Linked DNA regions of Rattus norvegicus: all the other regions are linked to region 3. A link is a contact called in public Hi-C data. All regions are on one chromosome and are shown on one strand. The core of a region is the stretch at or near the end of the contact, and the rest is flanking DNA. Distances in the headings are between cores, read along the strand shown.

Region 1 (4,312 bases), core at 1,338-3,837, 480 kb after region 3:
TAAAATGTAAAGCGATAAAAATAGAATAAATGATAAAACTCTTATTATTTCATTTGCAGCTTTAGAAACTTCCAGATATTTGCTATCCTATGCAGTAGCGTGTTTGAGGGAAGATGGACTCCTTTAGAGTGGTGCATGTCTAGAGTCTAAGTCAGTGATTTTCAAACTTCCTAACACTGTGACCCTTTAATATGGTTTCTCATGTTGGGGTAACCCCTAACCAAAAAAATTATTTCGTTATTACTTCATAAATTGTAACTTCACTACTGTAATGAATTGTAATGTAAACATCAGATATGCAGGATATCTGATATGCAACCCCTGTGAAAGAGTCATTTGACACCTTAAAGGGGTTGCAACCCACCGATTGAGAACCACCGGTGCAAAGGGAGATCTTCATTGAGGGCACACAATGATCAGCTCTGCTAAATTTCCATGAAGAAAATAATATAGTAAGAGACGATGAGATCTAAATACCATACAAATCCTTCCGGATGAAGCAAGGGGGATGCTTGTGTTAGGTGCTTGAAACAGAGCTACACACGGGGTCAGGAAGACGGGAATAATGAGCTACCAGATCTGTTGGGAGGAGACAAGAGGTGGCCAGCGGTCTAGGGCTGTGAATTACTCCTCACTGGAACCAGTTTCACAGGCAGTAAGAACTTCTGAAGCTTTGAACACTGAAGCTCTAGGACAGCCTAGACTCAGTTCTCATTAATCACAATGCTGGACAGTGTCTAGAGACCAGGGTTAGATGACAAAGCTCAGAAATTGTCAAATTGTTTATACAACTTCTAATTCGATACTCCCCTCTCTTTACAGATGTTGTTAATTTTTAATTCCTCAGCTTATTTGGGTCTTAGAATTGATGTGTAAGATGTCCTCATTAATGGGGGAAACAGAAATAAAAACAAGAAACTCGAATGAATTCATTCTTAGCTGAATTCAGTGAATCAAGCTTTAAGAGCTCTTTGGTACAGGACCTTTCCTCAATTGAATAATATATAAATGCATCATTTATAAGACCAGTAATCTGTGCACCACATCCTGGAAAACTTTTAATAGAGTTTTTAACATGTTTTTCAGAAAAAGCAATAGTCAATTAAAGATGATCAGTTTCTCTGAAGCTTTAGGGAAAGTGAGTGGTTGGGCTGACTTTCAGGGCTCAAACAATGGAGGAAAACTCAGCAGATTACTCAGGTCCTAATTGTCAAACCCTTCCTGCTTGTCACGTTAATCCTGGGGTTTTGGATTTTTCCCTAGTGTAGCCCATTCTTCCAACATCAAGGAAGGACTACTCCAAGGGCAAACACAGATATGATGCGTGGAAATCCTGGTCATAGCAAGACCAGGTTAGACTCAGTGAAGCCATTTAAGTCTCAATGAAGATTTTTAAAATGTTCAATAACATATTCATACCAAGTGATCAGGAAGCAGACAAGTTTATCACAAGTCAGCTTTCACCCCATCTCTTCCCTCTGCTTTTGAGTTTGAGACAGGCTGCAAGACTTAAACTGAACTTCACATTGCGCACATTAACACCTGGGCTCGCCCACCCACGCCTGGGTTCAGTTCCACAGCAAGGTCATTGGACAGTGTATAAAACATGAATACAAGTCACAGCTCCTCAGACTCTAATGCCAGGACCTCTAATCACAGCAAATCCTATAACTCTGGGAGTTATAATCTCATTGGCTTCTGTCACTGCCTTCCCCAGATGGCCAGTAGGTGGGGAGCAGGAGACCCTCAACATCACAGGCTGAAAATGTTCTTGTTCTCAGTGACAAACAGCCTTAAGGGACAGTGTGACATCAAAAGCAGATGGGACTCAGAGTTTTAGTCATCGCTCATATTTTTCTACTTTTTGTTTTTCTTGTACAAGCAAAGACAACTGTGATATTTGAAGCAGATGTCAGCAGCCAGCAGAGGTCTCATATTCGGGGAAACGAAGGTCAGAGCACACAATCTAATGGGGATGCTATCAGCCCAGGGGCAGTGACGGAGATGGACATAACTATCATGGGGTTAGTTCTCATGGGTCGGGAATGACAGCACAGAACAAAGAAAATGGCTAATGTTTAGCCTTGAGGGCACACCTCCATTTCCTGGTTTCCTCATAAATAATAAGACTCCTGTGGTTGAATTCATTGGAGGGAAACTAAGAACATACTGGAAACAAGTTCTTGCAAGATTCCTCAGAACCTTTAGCAAATTTATCTGCAAATCTCTAAGGAGCAATTTCGTTGTCAGTCATGTTCCTGGCCTGGCTATTTTAGTGTTTAACTGTTAACCTACCTACTGCTGGATACTTTGTTACCTATTGTGGGATACTTTGTTACCTACTGTTGGATGCTTTCATTTGACTGTTTCTTTTTTACTATTAAAGAAATGTTATAACAGACACAGCTGTGCAGATTTGCATATTTCTGAGGATGCTTTTTTGATGAGCCCCTAAAATTAGAAATGCTAAACGAGAGTACATGCAGTTTTTTTTTTTTAAAGTAAGCTGGATATTCTTAGAGTGTGTCTTCAGAAAGACTGTGCTAAATTGCATCAGAAACAAGCACATTTAAGAAGGCAGCTTGATTCTGTCCCTGGAAACCTTGCTGTTTCCAGGCTCCACACTGCCCCACTGGAAGGAAGCTTAGTGCCTCGAGTCACTCTGCCTCTGCTGGCTTTGCTTCCTCTAGAGCCAGTTTTCTTTCTCCATTCCTTTTGGCTTTGCTTGGTCCATGTGATTTTCGCAAGTTTATTTCAGCATGTGAAATGTGTAAAGATTAAGAAAGAAGTTGTGTCTTTGTGACATGGGACTGTCTGTCCAAAAAATAAGATCTATCCGTTTGTATGCTTTTAAAACTGTTTGGTGAAAAATTACATCATATTTAGGCACATCATGCACACTTTTCTCTTACATTATTACCGAGTGTTTAATTCTTTCTCTCTAAAAATGGAATAATAAATATCGTAAAGAAAATTTAATTTATTTAATTATACATGTCTCTTGGTAGCATTTATTGATTAAATTCTGTATATGATCATATCACTTTCAAATAGTCACTGTTTCATTTCCTTGTTTCCAATTTTATAGATCTAATTAGTTTTGTTTATTTAAGCACATTGCTTTGGTTAATGTCTTCAGATTGATTCTACTGCCCAGTCTTAGTTACTCCTCAAATCCTGTGAACAGACACCATAACCAAGGTAGAAACTTATAAAAAAACATTTAACTGGGGGTTTGCTTACAGTTTCAGAGGATTAGTCATCATAATGTCAGCGAGCATGGTGGTAGGCAGGCATGGAGCTCGAGCATTAACTGAGAGATTACATCCTGACCTAGAGACAGGAAGTGGGGTAGCAGGGGTGGGGGTTTGATTGAGACTGGACCTGGTGTGTGGGCTTTTGAAGTCTAAAGCTCACCTCCAGTGACACAACTCCTCTTCAACAACGCCACACCTCCTAATCCTTTCCAAAAAGTTTTGCCAATTGGGGACCAAGCCCTCAAACAGATGAGTCTAAGAGGGCCATTTTCAGTCAAACCACTACACCTGTTAACCAGCCTCAGCCTGACATTGTTACAATGCATTGACAGACACCTTCTAGGTAGTATAATTCTGTTGCTCTCCTCTTCCACCAATGCCCCACGGCCTAAAGAGATTACTTATCATTTTGCCTTGGAGGACATAAAGCTCTGTTTCAGTTGTTTGGCCAAAGATTTTTTGCGGATTACATTTAAAGTTCACGGTTCCATAGAGAGCTCATGATTCCAGGGTGCCCAGCCTAACAATAAATATTTTTTTATGCCTTTTCTGAGGTATGTGACTTTTACTTAGCGGTAAAAAAATCTCTGCATGGAGCACTACAGCAGAGAACTGCTAGAGGATCAAGTGAGAAGTTATTTTCTGTGGTATTCTAAAATATGTAAGAATTATTCATATCTCTGCTTGAAAATAACAATGGAAATTGAATCCCAAGTTTGGTCTTCTCTACTGAAACAATTAATGTATGCCGTTGATACTTCATATGAGGCGTTTTAAGTCTTCTGGCCACAAAACTTTATGCCAGTTCTGCTTGAGACTCTAAGCTCAGGAAGAAAGACTGATGCCAGGATACAGGTTGAAGAAAGGAGTCACTTTGGGTACAGAAAAGATAGACATTCTAAAACTAAAACCCAGGCAATTTGGGGATGCGTTCCCATCTATAGAAAGAGAGCCATGACTGACTTCGATGTGGCCAGCTGTCCCACTCGGCCTTTGATGAAGAACGGCAATGGAAGCATCACCTAGGGCAGAGATTAGCTTGGGGAAATCTTTAT
Region 2 (3,882 bases), core at 1,195-3,694, 270 kb after region 3:
AGTCTGGAACAAACAAAGCATTACATTAAATCTGGGAAGGATTCATAAAGAAGGAGCTCATTTTGATATTTCTAGCCTATAGACTGGCATATTCCAAGTTGCAAAGAATAATTACTATGGCTACTCTAAATATACCATACTGAGTTTCATAGCCCTGGGAACTGAAATCCATTTAGTCGTGGCCACCTATGGCTGCGTTCCCATGGTAGTTCCCATCTATAGTTATAATTGATTTCTCCCCTCCTCCCCCCTCCCAGGCACAGTCCTGTCCCAGAGTGGTATTTGACCTTATTTCACAGTCTTGCCGTCTGTAAATGATGCTGAGAAAAAGCAGCCAATCAGGAGGTTTGTTTTCTGTTCCCTGTTAAGTGTTCTATCAGACAGTGAAAGCAGTTTGAACTGGATGGGGTATTACACATCCCTTCTCTGGAGTCTACCCAGGGTTAATGGATACTCAGTTAGCTTGCAAGACTGCAAACTGATACCTGTGTGTACTAGCCAAAGTGACATCCTCTTTTTTTCCCTTGTGGTGCTATTCGTTTTTAGAATTGTAATATAATGCTAGGAGGAAACTCTGTGGCAATAATTTTCCTTTGTCTTTGGAAGAACATACAGTGTGTGTATGCTGATGGGAGTCTTTGTTTCTTTGTTACTTTGTTGTTTTAAGAAAACAAGGAGAAAACAACAGCAAAGATTAAAATGGGGGGATCTGTTTTTAATATCTATTTGTTTAATATTTATTTTCCTTTTGTAGCTTGCCATTATTTCACAGAGAACTACTCTTTTTTTCCTGCCTAGAAATCTATTGTCAGTGAAGAGTATGTTACCACTGTGGACAGAATTAATCTGCCAGGTGTGTCCTGGGTTTGGTTTAGATTTTTCATATTCCTTTTTCTGTAATTTCATGTAAAATACTTCCTTAAAGTAAGATACTTGCTATCTCCTTCCTGTCTCCGGAGAGGCTCAGCCAGAGTATGGCAAATGCAGAGGTGAATGCTCGTAGCCAACCAATGAACTGAGAACGGGGTCCTCATTGGAGGAGTTAGAGAAAGGATTGAAGGAGCTGAAGGGACTTGCGACCCCATAAGAACAGCAATACCAGCCAACCAGAGCTTCCAGGGACTAAACCACCATCCAAAGACTACACATGGACAGACCCATGGCTCCAGCTGCATATGTAACAGAGGATGGCCGTGTTGGGCACCAACGAGAGGAGAAGCCTTTGTTCCTGCCAAGGCTGGATCTCCCCCACACCCCGAGTAGGGGAATATCAGGGTGGGGCAGCGGGAAGAGGGGGCTGGTTGGGGAGGGGGAACACCCTCATAGAAGAAGGGGGAGGGAGGATGGGATAGGTGGCTTATGGACAGAAACTGGGAAAGGGAATAACATTTGAAGTATAAATAAAAAAATCCAATAATAATAATAATAATAGTAATAATAATAAAAGATACTTGCTATGTTTGAACTTTACCTAGGCCAGTTAATTACTTACCAACTATGACCGGGGCAATATTTGATACAAGAGTACCATCCATGCCCAATCAGTGTAGAAATGGGTTCCATTTTTGGTTGTGTCAATGTTACTCCCTCTGAATAACACTGGACAACTCCCAGGAGCAAAAGTGGTACAAGGCTGTGGAGAGGTGTCTTCTGATCGGAACTGACCAATAATAAAAACATAAATCAGGAAAGTAACTCTACCCTTTCTGATGACCTCCAGATGTCAGATTTTAAGGCCAGGTAAGTAACAAGCAACTTGCAAAAGACTGTCCTGCAGCAAAGACAATGACAGTAAAGCCCCTAATTTCTGGGAACCTTGTGGGTGCCAGGAGCACAGGACTCGGTTTTGAAATCCGAATCACATATTTGAGACAGCTAGTGTTCCCAACTTGAGCTTCTTGGCAGCCGTGCTAGCTGAGCGTGCACATAGCATTGGTGGATGGGAGCAAACAAGTTTAGGGCTAGCTGCACTCCTCACAGCTGCTGGTCAAGTGGCTGCTTCCAAGGTACATGACAGGGCAGTGCCAAGAGAGAGAGGGCACAGGCTGAGAGGGAGGAACCTGGGCCTTTCAGGGAGGTTTCTGGTGGGGGGGGGGGAGATAGATTTAATATACAGGAGTATTTTCCCTGAAGTCTTTCAGGGACAGAATGCCAGCAATAAAAGTCAGGCTTAGTTAGTGACTGTCAAGGTCAACTGGGATACAAAGCTTTGACAAGCATCTCTGCCCCATCATACCCCATCTCCCCCTGACCAGTCTACTTTGTACAACCACTGTCTTTAGAAAGAGACACTGTTCACCCAGAAAGGCAAAAACCATAACAAAACAGAAGCAAACAAACCAACAAGAAACCCAGCTCATAGGACACCCGGGAACACCTCTGCTTTAGTTCTGTCTGTCAAGTTCAAGAACGCTCTGACAGGAAACTATGTTCTGATTGGTGTTGCTATCCAGTCTTCGTCCAATAAGATCACAGCTTTCATTGACCACTTAGGTGCGAGTTCACAATCTGACAGTGCTTTGCGGCACACACTATTTAAAATGAATGCTTTTGTTGATGCACGTGTGAAAGGGTCAAGAATCAAAGCGTGAGAACAATTTGTGTGCTTTTCCATAGTATATCTGACCTATCTTCCATGTGTGGACATTTTTCAAAGGCATCTTAACCCAGTTTGCAATGCTGAGCACTTATTAGACTGGGCGCGGTCTTTGTCGCCATCTTTCCCGATCACTTAAAAGAAAATGCCTCTCATCGTTTGAAAGGAAAACCGGAACGCAGACTATGATTTCCCAAGCAGCCATATCTGTTTTTAGGCTACAAGTTCTGCTTGGCTGTCCAGGTCCACCATCCGGTCTTGTGCCGGGACGTTGGCGTTCCAGCAGCCAGTTCAAATCAGGGGCAAGAAGCATTGGAGCTGGGCTCTGCTCTGCCAAGCAGATAATCCCCTAATGGCCAGTCAGCGTTTCTATTCAGACTGACCTTCAGAGGCAGGAGGTGCTTGTGCAAAAATAACCTCAGAGATGCAGGAAGTCCTGCCCGGGCTATCATCCCGGTCTCCATCACCGACTGCAGTCCCCAGTTTCCTTTTGCAATGTGAGGCCTGCATATTCGTGACGCTTCAAAGTGATCTTTCCTTCTTAAAACATTCAGAGTTTAGGACAGAATTTGCATAATTCTATTAGAAGGCTTACACCTCGGCTTTGGAAAAAGAAATATTTGAGAAAATGCGATTTGCGGGGGAAGAGCAGTCTTATCTCTTGGTCCAGAAGGCGCTTCCTGGAACTAAGCTTGTTAACGTTAGGGTTGCCTGCTAAGTACCACAGACTGAAACCTGCTCGTTAGGAAGGGTTGATTTTTATCCTCACTCCCAGTCTGTGGTGGTTTGAGACTTAAGATCAGGAAGGATTTTCTGTTTCACCCTGTTGCAAACCGGAGTCCGGGTACAGTGGAGGCTGTGCAGCTATGTTTCTGTAGATTTTTACACCATGGATGTATTGGTTCCTCTCAACTGAGAGCAGTTTATTTTGGTGTCATTGCGGAACCTGAGGAGACTGTCCCCAGATGAAATAGATCTGAGGGCTTGTCATCATGTCTATTTTGATCAGATGACCTGCCTATCTTTCACAGGCCGAAGGCGAGTCTGGCACACCTTCAGGTTCTTCGGGGGTTCGTAACGAACCAGACACCTTCAGCTGTGTAAATGTTACCAAACCAACTGTAATTAAAAATCCCCCGTGGGTCACATGAGTTTCTGTTAATCGGTCTGCTGCTCCAGGAGCCAAGAACTTCATGTTCAGATGATGACAGGCTGGGAGAAAAGTGAGACTCTCTACCTCCGCTGAGACCCAAGAGCACACGGAACTACCCAGAACCGCAGCCTGA
Region 3 (4,121 bases), core at 767-3,266:
TTCAGAAGTAATCAAACCACACATATGCACATAATCACTCATTATTTTAGCCCCAGGGGCTCAAGCTGACCTCCCTCTTTCCCAGCAAGGCAATTCCAATCTTTGGCTCACCGATAAACGATGTTTAGGGAGTGCAGATAACCCAAGGCACTGGCTATTTCAGCTGCGTAGAAGCGAGCACGGGGTTCCAGGAAGCAGCGCTCCCTCTGGAGATGGTAGAACAGCTGCAAGAAACAAAGAAACCGAGGCTGAGTAAGTAGGGTCTTTTAATCAGGCCCTGACATAGAAGTCAGGAGGCAAAGCTTGTGGGAAGCAGCCTGAAATGATACTTCTTAACTATGAGTAAGTTGGTAAATTCATGGAAATGCTAATCCTCGTAATTTCTCTCCTTTGAGTATCTTACAAGCTCGTCTCAAACCCAACCAAGCAAGGCAAACAGGAGCACCTCCCCCTGGACCCCCCCCCCCCAATCAAGGTTTATATGATCAGCTTACCTCTCCGCCATTAATGTAGTCTAGGACGAAGTAGAGTTTGTCAGCAGTCTGGAAAGAGAAGTGAAGGCCCACCAGGAAAGGGTGCTTCACATTCTTCAACAGAACATTGCGCTCTGACATAATATGCTTCTCCTAGGAAGGAAGAGAAGAGATTCAGTGGGGCAAATTCAGATTTCAACAGGGTAGCAAACCACAGGGTAAAAAAAGTTCTTCACCAGGCCTGCCACCAGGTGTCACCCTTACCTCCTTCTTCTTCAAGATGGCTTTCTTCTGCAAAACTTTGACGGCATAGAATGCTTCTTCTGCCTTGTGCCTTGCTAGAAGAACCTGAAATGTCAACCAGGACAGTCATTTTTCCCATCCTCCTTGGGGAGAATATCAAAGTGAATGCATGCCTAGTTGCAAAGTTTTCAGGGTTGCACTTACCTTTCCAAAACTGCCTTTTCCGATCACTTTCAAGAAGTGGAAGTCAGAGGGTTTGGCGTGGGGATTTGAGGATGGACCCAGGTTGATTTGTTGAGAGGGACTTGGCTAGAAAACAAGGCGGTCATCCTTTAATACATAAGCTGCACACAGCCTTACTGTTAACACATAAAATACTTTATGAAATACGCCTTTCAAAGCCTCACAGTGACTCAGTACTTAAACATTTGACTGACCACTACATATAATTTCTCCTCCAGCAGACAAGATATACTTACAGGAGGTGAGGGGTTGGCGTTCATAAGTTCGGGCTCCTGAGGTTGGGAGATTTTCAAATAGGATTGAACTTCAGGGCTGGAGATTAAAGGGCTGTTTTAGAAACTTAATTCACCACCAGAGGGCACACATACATAAAAGTTCTATTTCTGACTCAACCGTTCGGTATTTAAACTGAAAACATCAGAATGAATTACTTCCAAAAACCCATAAGGAAAACAAACCAGTTAAATGCAAATTAAGGTTTGTTTGTTAAGGGGACATGGATTTTGGTTAAGCATTCTCAAGAATTAATCTTACTAATGTTTAAAATGTTTTAAATAAGCAAAATGCTCAATACCAGAAGAGATCTACCATGGAGGAAAGACTTCAGCTCCCCCACCCCCTCGCCACCGTGAACAAGTTTTAGCTGCTAGTAAATTTAAACGATTCTTTCAATTTTCCCCAATAACCCAAAACTTACTGTTTGCATGCATAGGAGTTGTTGGCAAGCTTCTGAATAAAATCGTTCAGGCCCATCCTTCTCTGTTTCATGAAAGCTGTAATTTAAAGAGAGAGAGAAAAGAAGGGGGTTAGGCAGTTCTGCAACGTCCGACGCCACACGCTAATCTGATCCTGAACCTTCAAAACCCCGGATCATTTCCACGGCGCCTCTCCTACACAAGTCTGGTGCTTTTCCAGCACTCACCGATGAGGATTGCTACCATTCCCCTCATTCTGGAGTAGGTGAGGGTACTTCGAGCAGCCTCGGTTTTGACGGTCATCGCCCCGATATTTGGAAAGTGTCCAAAGAGACTAAAGGAGCAGTGAGACCGGCTTAGCCAACAGTGAGCTCCGGCTCTGCGACCGACTTTATAAGCCCTGAGCCTCCAGGGGGCGGGGCAGGCGGGACCAGGAAGCCACTCGGGGCCCCGCCCACAACAAGGCCCCGCCCGCCGGCCCGCCCGGTCCCAGCCACCCAGCAAGCTGTAGACCGAGTTGCGGGAAGATGGGCGAGTTGCTGCCGTGTCCTGAGCGATTCGTGCCAGTCGCCCCAGGCAGAACCGAGGCTTCCACAGGCTGCGCGAGCAGGACCCTGCCGGGATGCACTCTGCCTCCGTCCGCCTGGGCCGGAGGAAGGAACCGGAGGGGTGGAGAGCCTCGGTGATTTTCCATTTCCTCTCCCGTGCTGCCCGAGTGGACACCGCAATGCACGGCTCACCGCTCACCTCTCCCCCCTCTCTCTCTCCTCCTCGGTGCCCTGTCCCCAGCCCAGCGCGCAGCCTCCAGGTTCCCCCGCTGTACTCCGCCCTGATCTCCGCGGACCCGGAGTCCGGGCGAGCCGGGCGGCAGCACTTACCCAGTCCGCTTAGCAGGACGGACTCGCTCCTTTTCTGCGCCTCCACTCGCTTTTTGTGGCGGGGCCGGAGCAGGGACTCGAGCCGAGCCCGAGCCAGCGCGCCCTGCATCTCGCCCATGGCCGCGAACCGAGGGGCGCTCAGCGGGCCACAGCGACCGGGCGAGCACTGACGTTTCCTTGAAGGAGCCGCCGTGACTCAGGCCGGCAAGATTTCCTGCCCCAGTCCCAAAACAAACAAATGGCCCTTGTGCACGGCCGAGTCGCTTCCGAAAACGCCTTTTTTGTGCTTTTGGCCAAAACCAAGCAAGACTGAAAAATCCCAGAACTTGGAAGAGGAGGAAGGAAGGCTAGAGCGGGGCGGGGGGGGGGGGGGGTCAGGAATGTGTAGGGGAGGGGGCGGAAATAAGTCTCTGCGCTACAAGAAAAAAAAAAGTACAATCTTCATTTCACTTTTTTTTCCAACTAATCTCCGAGAACATTCTGTCCTTTCCGCATAAATTTTGAGCCTTGCAAATTTTAATCCTAGCCATGCCAAGAACACGTGAGGAGGTGGCAAGTTAAGAGGGAGCAGGGGCTTTTCTCCGGGGCCGACCTGGAGTGACCCTTGCGCAGTCAATACCCTTGCCCTGATGCCTGCCCCTCTCTCAAAAGAAATCTGCAAGATTGCATTGCATTGTTTTAAACCTCGTCAGTTTTTCCTTTGGGCTACCTGATGGCTGATCCAGGTAGACTTAATTATATATTATTGCTTGGTTTTTTGCAAGTTCATATAACTGAAGCCCGTTAACTCTTTAGATATTAGTAAGAGACTCGTCTCAAAAAGCTGGTGACAGAGGGAAGTCGCAGGAGGCAGCCTGAGTTGGGCAGGAGTGAAATGTCTTGCAGTAACCCCGCCGCTGGGGGTTGCCTGTCGCTGCAGCTTCACCGCCAACGTGGGGACGCGCGCCAGCGCTGGCCAGGAAGCCTGGAGCACCGGGTCTGGGCCAGCGCCGGGAAGGCGGCTACTTGGGCCAGTACCTGGTGCTGGCAGTGCTGTCTGCGGTAACTGCCCTGCCATGACCCCTTGATGCGAAAGGCCTAGCATTTTAGAACTGACACACTACAAAATACCAGTTGTCGGGTTAGGGAAAGCATGCGAAGCGCTTTTCCCCTCGTCTTGGGCGAGTTTGTTTTGTAGCAGCGGCCACCTCCCATCACCTAACATGATCTCTAGGCTCAGCTGCTTCTTGATTTGCTCACTTTGGACAGCTAGAGACCAGGAGAGCGGGACTCACATCTCTGGAGACAAAATTTTGCTTAGTAGACATTCTTCCAAATGCATTTAGGGTGCCTGAAATTGGCACTCCAAACTAAAACAAGGTGTAGGCGATTCCAAATCATAGCAACCAGCCCATGCCTTTTCCGTGCTTGGATTCTGCATAAACTATGAATTTGTTATTGCCAGTGAGTGCTTCCAAACCATGTGGTACCAGTCGTTTATTTAGCCCAGTCCTGCCCTGCCCCCGCCACACCTGCCTGGTAACTTCCCCTCCAGAAAAACGTTTGTTTTGAAACACCAGTTCTCCACAAAGATGTTTGCTTATTTGTTT

The links. Hi-C and Micro-C count contacts between places; a contact is called where the count stands out from the background.
Region 1: a Hi-C map of frontal cortex shows a contact between it and region 3, with 1.5 times the contacts expected there. The contact joins the enhancer-like site here to the promoter of Sgk1 in region 3. A contact is called at or near these places in 2 of 12 Hi-C or Micro-C datasets (Schwann cells and frontal cortex).
Region 2: a contact with region 3 is called in a Hi-C map of psoas muscle, with 4 times the contacts expected there. The contact joins the enhancer-like site here to the promoter of Sgk1 in region 3. A contact is called at or near these places in 2 of 12 Hi-C or Micro-C datasets (liver and psoas muscle).

Annotation. Positions count from the first base shown.
Region 1 is chr1:25,280,259-25,284,570 of GRCr8, forward strand. No RefSeq gene overlaps it. Among named protein-coding and RNA genes, the nearest start is that of 1700020N01Rikl, 68 kb to the left of the region's middle. Within about 2 kb of position 2,588, at least 10 of the 93 cell types and tissues checked have an H3K27ac peak or open chromatin away from gene starts, as enhancers often do.
Region 2 is chr1:25,076,752-25,080,633 of GRCr8, forward strand. No RefSeq gene overlaps it. Among named protein-coding and RNA genes, the nearest start is that of 1700020N01Rikl, 140 kb to the right of the region's middle. Within about 2 kb of position 2,445, at least 10 of the 93 cell types and tissues checked have an H3K27ac peak or open chromatin away from gene starts, as enhancers often do.
Region 3 is chr1:24,802,815-24,806,935 of GRCr8, forward strand. It overlaps Sgk1 (serum/glucocorticoid regulated kinase 1), which reads right to left and starts at 2,017. Exons shown (of 12, transcript NM_019232.3): 1 at 1,882-2,017; 2 at 1,657-1,732; 3 at 1,196-1,271; 4 at 921-1,025; 5 at 738-821; 6 at 495-626; 7 at 112-224. The coding sequence starts at 1,957.